Linked DNA regions of Gossypium hirsutum: region 2 is linked to region 1. The links are chromatin contacts, called in public Hi-C maps. All regions are on one chromosome and are shown on one strand. Each heading gives the region's core, a stretch centred on a gene start, on an enhancer-like site or on the middle of the called end of the contact. The rest is flanking DNA. Distances are from core to core; before and after follow the strand shown.

Region 1 (5,174 bases), core at 547-3,046:
CTCATATCAAATGATATTCATTAAAGCTTTAATCACTTATACAGGGATACCCCTGAGCTATACCAAGGAAAACCTATGGTATCAAACTCACAGTATGTCATGTTTTATACCAGTTATCAAACAATGTATCAAAATCTCAATCATCCATTTTTCAGGAATCAAAGACTGAAACATTTGGTATAAAACTATACAGACTCATTCCGAGAAACTACCATCTTATTGAAGGTTCAAAACTAAATATAAAGCAGAAGGGAATGAAGGGCACCACACAAGGCTTTCCACTATATATCACACAATAAAATTCAAAAGACTGATATAGTTTCATCACCATCAGAACTATATGATATCATTGATGTATTTATTTTGCAGAAGTAAACCATAATCCCAAATAACATCAATAAAACTCTATCATATGATGTATTAGAACTAATGCTTTGGACTCTTGCTATGTTAAGGTAGATAGACATTCAACAAGGTAATAGATAGTGATAAATACAACCAAAGGAGCACTTAAATGTTGAAACAACACATCAGGAAAAAAAAAAGAGATATAACACAAAACGTACTTATAATTGCAGGAGACTCTGCCTTCTTTCCAAAGCGATGACGCGTGTCAGAGCTCGAACCCGAACCTGAACCGGTGTTCTTCTGATGCTTCCAGCTTCCCAAGTCCTCATACTCTCTGATCACATCTTTACCAAGACTATTATATACATCCCTCCAAAAACTCCTTTGTTCCCCAACCTTGGCAAACCTCAAAGCCTCTAACTCTTTTCTTGAGTACATTATCTTATTTTGAGTTTTGCTTTCTGTCTTACCCTTTTGAACTTCAAAAATTTTGGTTGATTCCATATGTCTCATAGCCACTGATTCCCCTAAGACCTCTTTTACATTCTTTCCCTTTCTTCTTGATCTTTTAGCTTTCTTACCATCAATTTCATGTTCCCCCTTCTTCTTCTTCTCATCTTTTACACTGCCATTTCCAGTTTTGGGGAGTGGAAATGATCCAATCAAAGCCGTATCATCGATGACTTCAATCTTTAAAGACCCTTTAACAGGCAAGTCAAGACCTTTGGTACCACTAACGCCGTTTCCATCATCAATCTTGGACGAGTTCGTTGCAAAACCAAAGACGTTTCCAACTTCAAGCTCAGTCAAAAGTCGTTTCTTTTCAGCTTCCAAGACATTTTCAGATTCCAAAGATTTTCCTTTTGCCACCCTTTTCTCCTCAAATTCCAAACCGGTCCCGAGATGTTCCTTGTTATCAGCTTCAATGGTGTTGACTTGGATATCAACTTCTTGAACTCCAAAAGAATCCTCTTTGCTTTCCACCTCATCCACCTTTTCTTTCTCGAAAAACCCAGAAAGAGAGACATCCTTTGGAGCGAAAGAATGAAGACCCATTTCTTGGTTTTCCTGAGAAAGAAGGGAAAAGCACTTGGGTTTCTTCTTTGGACTGCTATGATCCATAGCAGTTACTTCTTGGCAGCCTTGAAGGCCCGAATCCCGGTGGTCGGCGGTGGATTCATAGAGAGAAGGGGAAAGGTGAGGGGGAAGAGAAGTTTCTTGTTGTTGTTCAGAGCCAGAAGTTGTTCTCCGCTTAGAACAAACGTGTGAATCGGATTCCATCGCATAATCAGCCATTACTGAGAAAGAGCGAATGAATAAAGTGTTGGAAAGAGACGCTGGGGTTTTAGGGTGGGAGTTGGGAGGGAAATATATAAAGGAGGAGCAACAGAGGTAATCGAATTGAAAAAACAGATTGCATTGGGTTGTTTCGGTTTTCTCTTCATTTGGCCCATAATTTATACTCATTTTCTTGCTTCAAAGTATTCTCCATTATGCCTCACTTAAATTTAGCTCACTGCATTTATTTTGAATAATTTAATAAATTTATTTTTTATATTTATAAATTCTCATGATGACAAATTTTTCTCATCGGCCAGTGTACTACTTTTCGAGGTGGTGGATGTCATTTCTCCAATATTCTTATCATTCCACGAAATGTGAATATAAAACTACACTATTAAATTTAATTGTGTGCAAATCCAGTCATAATTAACCTACAAAAAGTAACATCATCAACAAACTACATCTCTTTGGAGATGATAAAGCATAGGCAACCATCTCATGTTAACAAATAAAATGTGAAAGGACAAGAACTACAATTAAAATTTCAAACATCAAAAGAAACCTAATTCTATGAACCTACTTATGCTTTTTCTATAATAAATTGTTATGATCATAAGTAATTTTAAAATAATAAAAATGAGTAAATGAGTAAAAGTTGTAGGTTGTTAGCCTACGCGGACAATTACAATTAAATTAACATATTTAATATAATATTTGATATTTGAACTTGACTTTTTTTTTTAATTTGGTACTTAGACACTTTTTAATCTAATTTGATATCTAAATTTGACAATTTTCCTAATTTGATACCTAAACTTCTTCTTCTTCTTCTTCTTCTTCTTCTTCTTTGTCTAGTTTGATACATAAACTTGTCAAACGTTACACAATTTACTCCTATAAACAAACAATATTATTTTTATGAGACAATAAAAATAACCGATGTATGACCACCATGTGGCAAAGGAAATGGAACCTTTTTTTATATTTTAAATGTTCAATTGCTTCTAATTTAATTTCTTTTAATTTTTAATTTAACATAATAAATTTCTTTTATTTTGGGTTTTTAACGCTCTTGTTTTTTTCTTCAACATCATCATTAAGCTTAGCTCAAAGCATAATTTTTTAACATGAGTTCCATCTTATACTAATAATATATTTGTGGAATTGAGGGCTTTGTGATGACCATACCTTAATTTAAGCATGCAATCCCTCTTGAATCATTCATGTAATCTCAACCCCAATGAAAAGTAAAATAGAGAAAACTTCAAATAACTGTAACAATTCCTGCCATTAAATTCCATGTAATCCGTCACATGTTGATAATACATTAGATATATTTGACAAGTTTAGGTATCAAATGTTATATTAAGGTAATAAAAAACAACCTTCACGAAACATTTAAATTTAAGAAAATAAAAATATTATATTAGGATAAACCACGCCATTAGTCACCCAACTAATAGAGTATTTTTATTTTGGTAATCGAAACTACAATTTCTATTCCATTACTAACATTTAAATTCAAATGTTGGAACGAATGAAAACAAGTAAGAAAAGTTGGACTGGAGTGGAACTCCTTAGAACTTGAAGCTGTTCGTAAGGATCTAGAATAACAAACATAAACATATTAGAAATCAAAGATGAAAGGAAAATGTGAAGGGTTGAATTATTTAGAATTAAGACAAAGTTAATAGAATGTATAAGTGCTGAGGATTAAATGACACATCATCATTTCCATTAATACTTATTAACATTTTAAAGATATTTGAGACGAAATTTAAAGTTTTTATAATTTAAGGACCAAAATTCAAACACGCTAATAGTTAAAGTGACTGATAATTAAATTTACCCATTATATTATATTTAACATCAGAAACTTTTTTTTTCTGAAGACACTGCATATTTTTTAATTTGATTTAATAAATATTACTTTGAAAATTTTATAAAAAAATACTAAAAGGTAATTACAATTTAAAAGGAAAACAAGTTCTCAATTTAAATTATAAAATAAAAGATCATTTTTCATGAAAATTATTTACGATTAAGATGACGAGAAATAAAAATAATTTAATTTAATTAGTGAAGAAGTAATCACTGGTCCAGAATAGAGCTAGACTTTGGTTTAATTCATTGTGCTGGGAAATAAACCGGACTGCAATAATAATAATAATAATAATAATAATAATAATTTGTTAACATTTCTATGTACCACAAGACCCAATCCCTTGCTTAATTGTACAACTCAAAAGGACATCGGCACCCGGTGACCAAACCCGGCAGCGGAGAGATCATATCATATATATCAGGTGATGTTAAACAATCCAACCCAATCCTATACATGGTTGTCGTATATGACCAAAACCAAACAAACAAAAAGAAAAAAGCAGAAAGAAGTAAATACATATAATATGTTGAATACATATGGAATTTGTAGTCAGAATGGAAATGAACTGTGCATAAGTTGCAGAAATTTCAATCCAAGGTGAAGGACTGCATTATCTGTTTTTATGTCTCTGATGCCGCTGCTGCCGCTTGTCCCTTTGCCAGAGGTTGGAGAGCCTTAACGACGATGACCATGTTCGGACGGAACTCGGATTCATACTGCACACACAATGCTGCCACAGCTGCCAGCTGCATCAACAGAAAAATATATGTAATGGAAATCGTCGAGTGCTAGTTTGGTTTGCATGTACATGTCTTAGAGAGTTCGAAAACTGAAAACCCACCCCCATCCCTAAGTTACAAATTTAAACTTGGGCGTTAAAAGATAAAAAAATACCTTAGCAACTCCTTTAGGAGGATACTCTCCATTTAGTTTTGGATCCACACATTGTTTAACTTTATCTTCACTAAGTCTCGGAGTAGCCTAAATGGAGATACAGAAAACAGAAATGTTGAAGAGTTAATCAAATATAAAAGGAAACGAAAAGATCAAGTCCAAGTTTTCATTTTTTCTGGTACTCGGTATCCAATACGTATGTTTGACACATTCAAACATGTGTACAGGGATATGACCTAGCATAGAAGCTTTAGACAAAAAATAAAAATAAAGATATACCGTATAGACACATAACTGTGTCCAACACTATTCAAGTTCGAGTAACATGGAAAAAACATGCAAAGGAAACAGAAATGCACCATCAAATTAGACAAAGGGAAGGGAAACGGTGGACCGAAAGAAGAGAAAGCAATAAGCTCACCCATGTAACAAGACTCTGCTGTCCACGAGGCATTGTATGGTCAACAGGTTTCCTCCCAGTCAGAAGTTCTAGAAGGACAACCCCAAAACTGTACACATCACTCTTCTGTGTCAACTGTCCAGTCATTGCATATCTGGAAAAAGTTGCCATAAATCAGCTAAAATTGTAAATAAAGATGCAGCTCCTCAGGCATAGTGATGCATTACAAAAAAAAAATGCTGGTTCCCCCTCAATCTCAAGTCCCTTAGTTTTAGCAACATGGACAGTGGACTCTACATACAGGCAACGACCCATTGGTGCTAGGCTGCATTTGTATATCTATCATGAAAGTGGCAGAAAGGG
Region 2 (4,909 bases), core at 2,048-4,547, 140 kb before region 1:
CTGAGATGAGAGGTAGGAAGACAGAAGCTTCCATTTTCAGATACCTACTTAGAGATTTTAACTTTAAGCCTTTGACGGTAATGAAAATTATGCTTAATAATCCAATTTCTGATCGAATTTGTTTTTGTATATCCCGTACCCGTAAGTACTACCCTTTACACCTCTCGTACTTGGGGTGGGTAGAGGAAAAATCTGATTTTTCTTCTCTTGATGAGACCGAAACCGAATTACAAATTTTACACAATCTTTTTTATGTACGGTTCGATTTTAACCCACTCGGGTTGAATTTTTAAAAATATTTTTATTTTAAATTTAATTATAAAAAGAAAATATTTGGCACCAGTACATCTAAATAAAGGAGCAATACCAACACTCTTACTAGAACAAGAAAGTGGTTATTGCTATTTTATTTCCAAAAACTCATAGACACTAAAACTAAAGTCTTATCTATTTGTAGATGGAGCTTCAATAGCAACTAGGTTTAGAGGGAAGTTATGAGCATTACTGTCATGCATAACTTCCATACCAAGGTTAGGTATTAATTATACGATCTTAACTATTAACTACGGATTGATTAAGATTGAAACTATTTAAGTTGAAAGCCTTAGTGTTAATATCTAAAACAGTGAACCAGATACTTACTACATGCCAAGCAGTTAAGAAGAAATGTAAATAACGAAAATGGTTGAAACTAGCAATTCGAAGATCAATCGGCCAAAATAATCATAAACAGCTATAATATTATAAGTTTCTTCCTTTTGACCGGCAGCATTTTTAGACTTTGCAAAAAATGTTTAAGGGTTGAAAAGTGTCCTATAAATTACAATAAATTATTAACAAATAAATTATTTAAAAAAAGAGATATGATAATTTTTTAAAGCTACTTGTAAAATAAACAAAATACACTATCAGTACCAAATACTAACCCATATATAAATATAAATATAAAATTATATTATATATATATTTAAATACTGATATGGAATCTTTGGGCGAGTTAGGCTTGGGCTGGAAATTTTTTTAAAATTGTACTTCAACTCGACCAGCGACTCATAAATAGATATAATTACATTGGATGTGATTTTAGATATTTAAATAGTTTAATTAGTTTTTTATATAATAAATTTTTAATTGATGTAATCTTCAAGGGCAAATTCAAAAACTAATTTATGAGTTGGAATTGAATTATAAACTTTTGAGAGATCAAAATATAATTTTATTATGTATTAATTTTATGGTTTCATTATTGTTTTCCTTTTGAAGGGATGATTTCATCATTGTTGAATGGGTTAAACAAAATCTTTTAATTTTTTGGGTCAAAGGTAGACCTGTTCAAGGGCTGAGTAGCTCGCTCGGTCTGATAGGCTCGAGTAGATTAAAGTCGGGCTTGGACAAAGATTTTTACACTTCGGGTCAGCACAACTCGAGTCGAATTCAATTTAAATAATAATAAATGTTTTTAAATTAAAATTTCATTATAAAAATATATAAAATAGTAACCAAAAAATATATTTTTAATTTTTAATAGTAAAATGAACTTTTTGGATGGTTAGGGTCGGTTTGAAAACGAGCCTAGGCTTGAAAAATATTTTGAAGCCGGGCCTTGATCTAGCTCGCCCATGGACACCTTTGGTCAAAGGGTAATTTTACCATATAGTAATTTATAATGTAAAATAGTTATTTGAAGGGTTAGTATTTTGACACTGTACCTTTTTTTATTCTTTCACATTATATATATATTTTAATTTTTAATTATCCATTAAATTTGCTTTTTTAATAAAATAAAATGATAGATATATCATTAAAATTTTAAATTAATATAATTCAAAATAATTTATCATTTAAAAAACTCCCTAAAATTTAAAACTATTATTATAGATATATCATTAAATCATATTTAAAAAATAAATATTTTTTAATTAATTAATAAAAAATAAATAGTGTTTCAAAAATATAATGAAATATTAAATTTTATAAGGTTTCATAATTCTAAAAAATAAAATATGAAAATGTTTAAAAATTTTATTAAAAAAGTTTAAAAATTATACAAAATTTAAAAATAAAAAAAATAAAAAATACTACTAAATAAATTTTAAAAAATTAAATATTATTTAATTAGTCATTTAATATTTTTAAATATTTATATCTATTTTAAATACTATTAAAAATTTTAAAAACAAAATTGAATACTATTTAAAAACATTATTAAAAATAAGAAAATTTATATGAAATTTAAACAACTATACTTAGAGTAGTGCATAATTATTGAATAGTATTATATCACTTATTCAAGTATTTATTTATGGAATAAAATAATTATATTCTTTTATATTATATTCAAGTATCTATTTTGTATTTTTCATAATAATATGATTTATTAATTTTAATATTTTTATAGAATAATATACTTTAATTTTTTATATAATTTATAAAAATTATAAAAAAACTTACAAAATGTTTTAATGATATTTAATTATTAATAGATAAAAAGTATATCATATATATATTAAAATTCTAAATCATTAATTATATATCTAAATATCACAAGAGTTTCATTTTTCAAATTTTCTTCTTCATAATTAAAGCATAAATTATATTTATAATATTATAAATATATTATATTTAAAAAAATTTATACACACAATCAATCCGTGCATCTCAAAAGGTAAGAAAACTAATTTTTTTAATATCTTATTATACCCCTAAAAGATGAAAATTCCGTTGGCAATATACTAAATATTTTTATTTATTTAATTGGGATTAACAAGTGTCTTATAATGATATAGTAGAATATTTAAAAAATAAATATTAAAAAAAAAAGATAGAGACAATTTTTTAAAATTTTTTTGTGGAATAAAAAAACGTATATTGCTAGTGTATCAAATACTAACCTAATAAAATTTACTTTTTACACATTTTAAAATATTTTTTCAATTTTATAAGAATTTTTAAAAAAACTTTACAACTTTTTATTTAGAGCTTCTTAATATTTTAAATAATTTATCTATATTTTTATATTTTTAAATAAATTAAAAAAATAAATGATTTTTTACTAGTTTTTACAATTTAAAGCATTTTTTTATAATATTTAAATATTTAAATATTTTTTATCAATATCAATGAACAATCAGTCAACACCAATCAATGGTGAACCACCCACAATCACTGTCAACGTACCACGTCATTGATGAGACACATTCTGATTGGGCAACTTTTTTTATGTTCAAAATAAAAAAAAATATTAAAATGAGCAGAGGGTAAATTGGGAAGAAAGCGTAGATTTTAAGGTAAAAAGAAAGTAAAGCATAGTTTGGTCCCGGAAGCTGCGGCCGGCATAGGTGTTTAACTCGATTTCTTTAAAATTTTATGAACTTGGAAAACCATGGACTCCATTTCTTAACAATGCTAACAAAATCAAAATCTTCCCTTTACTATGTTCACCTCATTTTGCCCCCCAAAATTTCCATTTCTTCACTTCGCACCGCAACAAAGGATAGCATCGTCCATAACTCTGCGAAAATCCTCCGCAAAAATACCGAATTCCTCGTTTATTGCAATACCCAGATTACTCAACATGGAAGAAACAGAAATATCAAAGAAGCTGAATCAATCTTCAACCGGATGCCCTTCAAAAGCACCGTATCTTGGACTGCCATGTTGACTGCATACGCAGAAAATGGGAACATTTCGAAAGCCCGTGAAGTGTTCGCTAAAATGCCTGAAAGAACAACTTCTTCGTATAATGCTATGATCACGGCTTATAATAAGAATGGTTGTATGGTTGATGAGGCTTATGAGCTTTTCTGCAACATGTCTGAACGGGACGCTGTGAGTTATGCTACGATGATCACGGGGTTTGTCAGTAAAGGAAGGTTTGATAAGGCCTTGGAAATTTACGAAAATACTCCGGGGAAATGGCGGGAACCGGTTTGTTCAAATGTTTTGATAAATGGGTATGTGAAAGCTGGGAGATTGGATATGGCAGTTGGCATTTTCGAAGGAATGGTTCAGAGAGATGTCGTTTCTTGGAGCCTAATGGTTGATGGGTATTGCAAAAGTGGGAGAATTATGGAGGCTAGAAAGTTGTTTGACAAGATGGTGGAGAGAAATGTAGTTACTTGGACAACAATGATTAATGGGTACCTAAAAATGGGATATTTAATTGATGGTTTTGGTTTGTTTTCGGCTATGAGAAAAGAGAAAGGAGTTTTGGTTAATTCTACTACTTTGACTGTTATATTTGAAGCTTGTGGACATTTGATAGATATAGAGAAGGAATTCAAATGCACGGATTGGTTTTAAAGTTGGGATTCGAATTTTGTGTTTTTCTAGGGAATTCTATTATTACCATGTATTGCAGATTTGGTTGTACTGGTTCTGCTAATTTGGTATTTGATTTGATGACGAGGAAAGATTTGGTTTCTTGGAATTCTTTGATCATGGGCCATGTTCAAGAGAATGAGATTGAGAAAGCTTATGAACTTTTTGAAAGGATGCCTAGAAAGGATATAGTTTCTTGGACTACCATGATTATGGGGTTTTCTGGTACAGGACAAACTGATAGAGCTGTCAAGTTGTTTAGAATGATGCCTGAGAAAGATGATGTTGCATGGACTGTAGTAATTTCAGGGTTTGTAAGTATTGAAATGTATGAGGAGGCTTTTCGCTGGTTTACTGAAATGCTTCAGAAATCAGTAAAGCCAGACTCTCATACTTTGAGCAGTCTGTTGAGTGCTTCTGCCAATTCAGCAATACTAAGCAATGGGCAGCAAATCCATGTCCAAGCAATAAAGATGTGTCTGGAACTCGATTTGTCAGTTCAAAATTCTCTTGTCTCAATGTATTCAAAATGTGGAAATGTAGCCGATGCTTGTCAAGTCTTTATGAGTATTAAAGAACCGAATGTTGT

The links. A called contact is a pair of places that touch in the nucleus more often than the background predicts.
Region 2: a contact with region 1 is called in a Hi-C map of leaf, with 2.0 times the contacts expected there. The contact joins the promoter of LOC107914703 here to the promoter of LOC107914698 in region 1. A contact is called at or near these places in 4 of 34 Hi-C or Micro-C datasets (callus, leaf and petal).

The regions. Positions count from the first base shown.
Region 1 is chrD10:24,468,351-24,473,524 of Gossypium_hirsutum_v2.1, reverse strand. It overlaps LOC107914698, which reads right to left and starts at 1,796. Exons shown (of 4, transcript XM_016843703.2): 1 at 567-1,796. The coding sequence starts at 1,644. It overlaps LOC107914700 (PTI1-like tyrosine-protein kinase 3), which reads right to left. Exons shown (of 8, transcript XM_016843705.2): 6 at 4,833-4,965; 7 at 4,412-4,498; 8 at 3,800-4,263. The coding sequence ends at 4,138.
Region 2 is chrD10:24,614,730-24,619,638 of Gossypium_hirsutum_v2.1, reverse strand. It overlaps LOC107914703 (pentatricopeptide repeat-containing protein At1g53600, mitochondrial-like), which reads left to right and starts at 3,297. Exons shown (of 4, transcript XM_016843713.2): 1 at 3,297-4,249; 2 at 4,252-4,909. The coding sequence starts at 3,367. LOC107914704 reads right to left here and starts at 424. Exons shown (of 8, transcript XM_041102265.1): 1 at 140-424.